2 separate regions of the Sus scrofa genome follow, and region 2 is linked to region 1. Evidence: chromatin contacts called from public HiChIP or PLAC-seq data. All regions are on one chromosome and are shown on one strand. The core of a region is the stretch at or near the end of the contact, and the rest is flanking DNA. Distances in the headings are between cores, read along the strand shown.

Region 1 (3,035 bases), core at 369-2,868:
AGGGGTAGAATTGGAGCTGTAGCCACCGGCCTACACCAGAGCCACAGCAATGCAGGATCCAAGCCGTGTCTGCAACCTACACCACAGCTCTCAGCAACGACAGATCCTTAACCCAATGAGCAAGGCCAGGGATCAAACCCGCAACCTCATGGTTCCTAGTCGGATTCGTTAACCACTGAGCCACGACAGGAACTCCTGTAAGTTTTTATTAACAGAGAAAAATTCTTGAAAATTTTTGGGTTTCCCTGAAGACCTCTATAATTCCTTTCACTATGTAACTCACCGACTAGAAAAAAAAAAATAATGGTGACATGATGTACTTTGATATCAGAAATGAAGATGTCAACATTTTCCTTCTCTCGAGCCACATTGCTCAGGTTTGGGTAGCTTAAACCTATCTTAGATAGAAAGACAAAATTATGCCCTAAAAGGTTAGGCAAGATAACGATTAGGCTCATAAAAGGAAGAAGACAACAAGATATAATGTGATACAAGTACAGGAGTTCCCGTCGTGGCGAAGTGGTTAATGAATCCGACTAGGAACCATGAGGTTGCGGGTTCGGTCCCTGCCCTTGCTCAGTGGGTTAACAATCCGGCGTTGTCGTGAGCTGTGGTGTAGGTTGCAGACGCGGCTCGGATCCCACGTTGCTGTGGCTCTGGCCGGCTGGTGGCTACAGCTCCGATTGGACCCCTAGCCTGGGAGCCTCCATATGCTGCGGGAGCGGTCCAAGAAATAGCAAAAAGACAAAAAAAAAAAAAAAAAAGAAATCACTAATAAAATAACCTCCCAGAAGTAAGGACATGAGTTGCCAGATTCCAAGTGCCTATAGAATGTGCAACTCAAGTCCTGAGTCCATACCGAGGTATTCCATAGTGACATACGATAGTTAATTTCAAACATAGGGGAACGGATGATTTTATAAGCTTCTAGGGGTGGAAAAAAATCAGGTTACATGTAAAAGGATTAACAATTAGAATGGCTTCAGTTTTTTTTTGTTTTTTTTTTTGTCTTTTTCGGGCCGCACCCTTGGCATATGGAGGTTCCCAGGCTAGGGGTCCAATCGGAGCTGTAGCTACCAGCCTATGCCAGAGCCACAGCAACGCGGGATCTGAGCCACGTCTAGGATCTACACCACAGCTCAAGGTAACACCAGATCCTTAACCCACTGATCGAGGCCAGGGATCGAACCCGCAACCTCATGGTTCCTAGTCGGATTCGTTTCCACTCTGCCACAACAGGAACTCCTAGAATGGCTTCAGCCTTTTAAAACAAAAGCAATTATGGCAACAAGAAGACACTAGAATGATGCCTTTGAGTTCATGAAAGAAAATTACAGACAACCTGTAAGCAGCCTATGTCCAGCCATACTGTTCTATTCTCATACTTGAGTATTAAAGACACTTCAGACATGCCAGTTCTCAAAAATTTACCTCTTACACCCTTTGTTAATAAGTTATTAGAAGACGCATCTCCTCAAATAAAATAAAAACCAAAAGGGAGAGAATTTAGCATACAGGGAATAAATTCAACACAGAAGAGGCAAAGTGGACTGATCCCCAGCAAGGGTTATAGACATCCCAGGAAGAAAGCTACAGATGGAAGCAATGTGATTCAAGAGACACAATAGAGGGCTGTCACCACCCACATCCCCACAGCCATTGAGACTTCTTTTTAATGAGAGCTGAGCTGGTCTAGGTCTTTATCTGAATTTAGTCAGTGTTGACCCCATGTTGATGAAGTTCCCGGTGTCCCATCCCTGTCTGCCTAGATTGGCTGAGGACATACGTTACACTACAGATATATTTTGCTTTTACCTATTCCTAATGGCTAGAGCATGAAGAGCTTAGAAAGAGCAGTGTACTTCCCCAACCATATTTCTTCCACGTATTTAGTACCTTGTAGAGACTTCAGCTCTGCCAGGTGCCCTGACTGTGATGAGTTTTATGGTTTCCCAGGACTCATCAGCAAACTTTCCCAAGGACTTAACAGACCAGACTCAAGGAAGTCACTGTTCAGCTTATCTTCTCCTGCGAGCCTTCATTTAAACAGTGGTAATATGGACTCTTCTGTTCATCACTATGTTTATACTTGCCATTCAGTTTTTCAAAACTGTTGAAAAAATGATACTGCTTAAGGTTACATACTATGGTAGAAATTGACCTTCTGTTCACCAAGTCATTTCCCTTTATTGCCCATGGCTATGCTGTATTTCATAATCTTTCTTGCATTAAGTGCAGCCATTTGACTGAATTCTGACCAAAGGTGACAGATGTATTAGTCCAGGCCCATCAAACTTTCCACGGAATCTACCATATTCCCTCTCTTTGCCCTTGAATCTGCCAGCCAGATGCAGAGAGCTCAGTGAAAAGTGTGAAAGTCTCTGAGCCTCAGGGAACAGCAGAGTCACTAGATGAAAGGAGCCCGAGTCCGAGGGTGACTTTGTGGAATCAACATCTCCTTTGCCAGTGCTTTCCAACTCACAGAAGAGAAACAGGCTTTAACATGTTAAACCACTGAAACTTGGGGGTTGTTTGTTAGGGTAGGCTAGCCTAATTTGACTGACAGACACAAAAAGTTGATCAAACTGTTGTTTCTCAAAATTAAACCACATATTGATTAGGAATACACATTTAGAGAGAGATCTGGGACTGCAGGGTTAGGCAGAGAATGGTCCCAAAAGAGGGATTAACATGTAAAATGGGATTATAATTACCTGGAGGGGAAAAAGATGCCATTTGAGGTTATTTACAAGAAACTACCAGGATACTGTAATGTTCAATTTCTTGGCCTATGTAGTGAGACTGCAGATGCTCATTTTATTATTCTTCCCGAAACTTTTTTGTTTTCTATTTATCTATACATACTTCACAAGTAAACCACTAATTATTTTGCTCAAAATCAATTAGAAAGAGTAGACACTGAAAAAAATCTGTTGGAGCATTTAGGAAAAATAAGACAAGGGTTCCCTGGTGGTTCAGTGGGTTAAGGATCTGGTGTAGTCACAGCTGTGGTGTGGGTTTGATTCCTGGCCCAC
Region 2 (3,035 bases), core at 321-2,820, 190 kb before region 1:
AGTCACAAAGCCACTGCTTGTCTGTGAAATGGACCGTTGTTGCCCCTATTGAAACCAAAAATGTTTTTATCTCTTTTCTTAAAGAAAATATTAGTTTTAAGGTCTTCCCTCTTCTAAGCCAATTGTTCAGACAGCGTCCATTAACCCTTTCACCATGCTCTGATTCCGATTCAGTTAGTAAAGCCTGAAATTCTGGCCGCCTAACGCCTCTGGTCTTAATCAAAACTATCCATTCAGATATGGCATTTATGATCTGATTAACATCCACATCGTAGGAGCTCAACAGTTCCAAGTGAAGAAACCCCGAATAATGGATAACATTCCAACAGTTGGGGCTTACAGCCTTTTCTCTCATGTATGACACCAGCCCTGAGTTCTCACCAATCATCCTCAGAGTGTGGGTCGTGGTCAGTCCAACCATCCGCTGCAGGCTAAGCCCTGCAGTTTGCAGGGCCTCAAGGATTGCCGCCATGAGGGCACCAACACTGAAGTGCTGAGTCAGGTTGATGATGGTCAGAAGCTCTTCCTGCACCTCTAAATCGTGGCCCACGCCGCGGACAAAGACGAGGAGGTAGTTCTCATAGGCCACAAAAGCCTGGTCGTCCAACGCAAGGGAATAGGCCTTAAAGTCCTTGGCTCGGTTAAAAAGCTGACTGCGTAGATTCTGGTTAATGTCTAGGACCCTCTGCTGCGTGATCTCCGGAGATAAATCAATGCCATCCATAACGCCTACGTGATCAGGCAGCACATCTCTGAGCATCACCTCCATGCACCGGTACACGAAGTCCCCCTCACCCCAGCCGCGACCCTTCAAGGCCAAGAGGCGGGTGAGCCCGAGGCCTGCACGAGCAGCTCTCTCCTCCGGGGTGAGCGGGGCGGCATCGGGCAAGTCGCCCTGACGCAGACGCTCCACCAGGGCCGCGCGCTCGCCCTCCGCCACATACCGCTCGTAGTAATCGTGCTCCGCCTCGTAGTGGTGCCTGACATCGGGTTCGCCATTGGCTACGACCAGGCGGCGACAGACCAGGCACAGGGCGCCTTCGCCTTCCGGAGGCTCCACAACCAGGTAACGCTGAGTCCACTCGGCCTGGAAACCCCGAGGCTCCTCGATTTCCATTTTGCTCCTCTTGGGCGTCATCCACATCTCACGGGAGACCACTGGATCTGGGCCGACCTCCCGGAGGCCGCAAGGAGAGGGGAGGAGCAGGAGCGATCCCCAAGCGCCAACTCCGCTCTGCGCCAGATCACCCCAGCTGGGGAAACCACTGGGGTTCCGGCACCTTGATTCCTATTGGCTGGAGATTTCGTATTCCCCTGCCGCAAGCATGAGCCAATAGGAAGAGCGGACACTGATTTTTAGCGCGCAGGCGCATATCCTTCTCGCTGCAAAGTGCACTAAAGCCGCCTAAGGAGGGCTAAGAGAACAGGAATCATGGAGCTAAGAACTTGACTGGCATTCAAGATGCCCAATCAGTACCTCTCTGTCCCGGAAGTGGTGTTGCCGCTAGAGGGCGGGACGGGACGGCGTCAGCAGTGTTGCTGGAAGGATGTGGGTGCGAAGCTCTAAGGAGATTGGCTGAAAGCCCTTCCAGTGAGCGTCTCACCGTTACACGGCCTGCTCTGGCGCCAAAATGTCGCAGGTACCGGGAGTTATCCGGCGGTTGGACGAGACAGTGGTGAACCGCATCGCGGCAGGGGAGGTTATCCAGCGGCCGGCTAATGCCATTAAGGAGATGATTGAGAACTGGTACGAAGGGAGGAGTCCAGGCTTCCTTAGAACCTAACGGGCCACTGCTCAGGATGGCGCGGACACGCCTCTCTGCCCTGAGTGGAGGGGTGTGCCGCGCGCCGCCGCCGCGGGGAGGCCGGGGTCCTGCCTTCCTCTCTCCCGGGTCCTCGAGCGTCCCTTCGAGACTTTAGGGTTGATGGGGGCACAAAGAGAGGGCGATACAGTATTGTTTTAATGGTGCCATCAACTAAGAGAAATTCTAAAATTATATGTGCAGAAGATGCAACTTTTTAAACGTTTAAAAAGCTTTTTACATTTAAGAAGAAAAAACACCCCTCTCTTCATCCTTCAGAGGGCGTCAGTTTCTTGCTTATTCTGTATACATTCAGAAGTACAATTCCTTTTTAATTTTTTTTTTCTTCTCGGGCCGCTCCCGCGGCATATGGAGGTTCCCAGGCTTGGGGTCCAATCGGAGCTGTAGCTGCCGGCCTACGCCAGAGCCACAGCAACGCGGGATCTGAGCCGCGTCTGCTACCTACACCACAGGTAGGTAGCAGACGCGTCTGCTCACAACAACACCAGATCCTTAACCCACTGAGCAAGGCCAGGGATGGAACCCGCAACCTCATGGCTCCTAGTCGGTTTCGTCAACCCCTGAGCCACGATGGGAACTCCTGAATTTTATTTTATTTTATTTTATTTTTTAATTTTATTTATTTTATTTTATTTTTTTTACTTTATTTATTTTATTTTATTTTTTATTTTATTTTATTTTATTTTACTTTATTTTATTTATTTATTTTATTTTATTTAATTTTATTTTTTTATTTTATTTATTTTATTTTATTTATTTTATTTTATTTTTGCCATTTCTTGGGCCGCTCCCAGGGCATATGGAGATTCCCAGGCTAGGGGTCTAATGGGAGCTGTAGCTGCCGGCCTACGTGCCAGAGCCACAGCAACGCAGGATCCGAGGGGCGTCTTCGACTTACAACATAGCTCACGGCAATACCGGGATCGTTAACCCACTGAGCAAGGGCAGGGATCGAACCTGCAACCTCATGGTTCCTAGTTGGATTTATTTCCACTGCGCCACAATGGGACATTTTATGAGGGTCTTTTAAGAACCTGAGGCTGAGTAAAGTTTGTGAAACAGGTAGTAGAATTAGTTGAGAATTAGGTAAGAAAGAGGCATATGTTAAGTAGTCCCACTTGTTTTTTTTGTCTTTCATCTTTTTAGGGCCGCCCCTGCAGCATATGGAGGGTCCCAGGCTAGGGGTCTAATCTGAGCTGTAGCTGCCAGCCT

What was found. HiChIP or PLAC-seq counts read pairs in DNA pulled down with a chosen protein or histone mark.
Region 2: an H3K27ac HiChIP or PLAC-seq map of alveolar macrophages shows a contact between it and region 1. The contact joins the promoter of MLH1 here to the enhancer-like site in region 1. A contact is called at or near these places in 2 of 5 promoter capture datasets (fetal liver and liver), 4 of 47 Hi-C or Micro-C datasets (alveolar macrophages, embryonic fibroblasts, heart right ventricle and 1 more) and 2 of 2 datasets of contacts at active chromatin or transcription factors (alveolar macrophages and skeletal muscle).

The regions. Positions count from the first base shown.
Region 1 is chr13:21,682,999-21,686,033 of Sscrofa11.1, reverse strand. The region is part of intron 1 of LRRFIP2 (leucine-rich repeat flightless-interacting protein 2); the gene reads right to left. Among named protein-coding and RNA genes, the nearest start is that of LRRFIP2, 18 kb to the right of the region's middle. Within about 2 kb of position 1,618, at least 3 of the 83 cell types and tissues checked have an H3K27ac peak or open chromatin away from gene starts, as enhancers often do. A contact at or near this core is called in alveolar macrophages, where this site is marked.
Region 2 is chr13:21,876,255-21,879,289 of Sscrofa11.1, reverse strand. MLH1 (mutL homolog 1) reads left to right here and starts at 1,570. Exons shown (of 19, transcript NM_001172367.1): 1 at 1,570-1,747. The coding sequence starts at 1,632. EPM2AIP1 (EPM2A-interacting protein 1) reads right to left here and starts at 1,427. Exons shown (of 2, transcript XM_005652390.3): 1 at 1-1,427. The coding sequence starts at 1,144.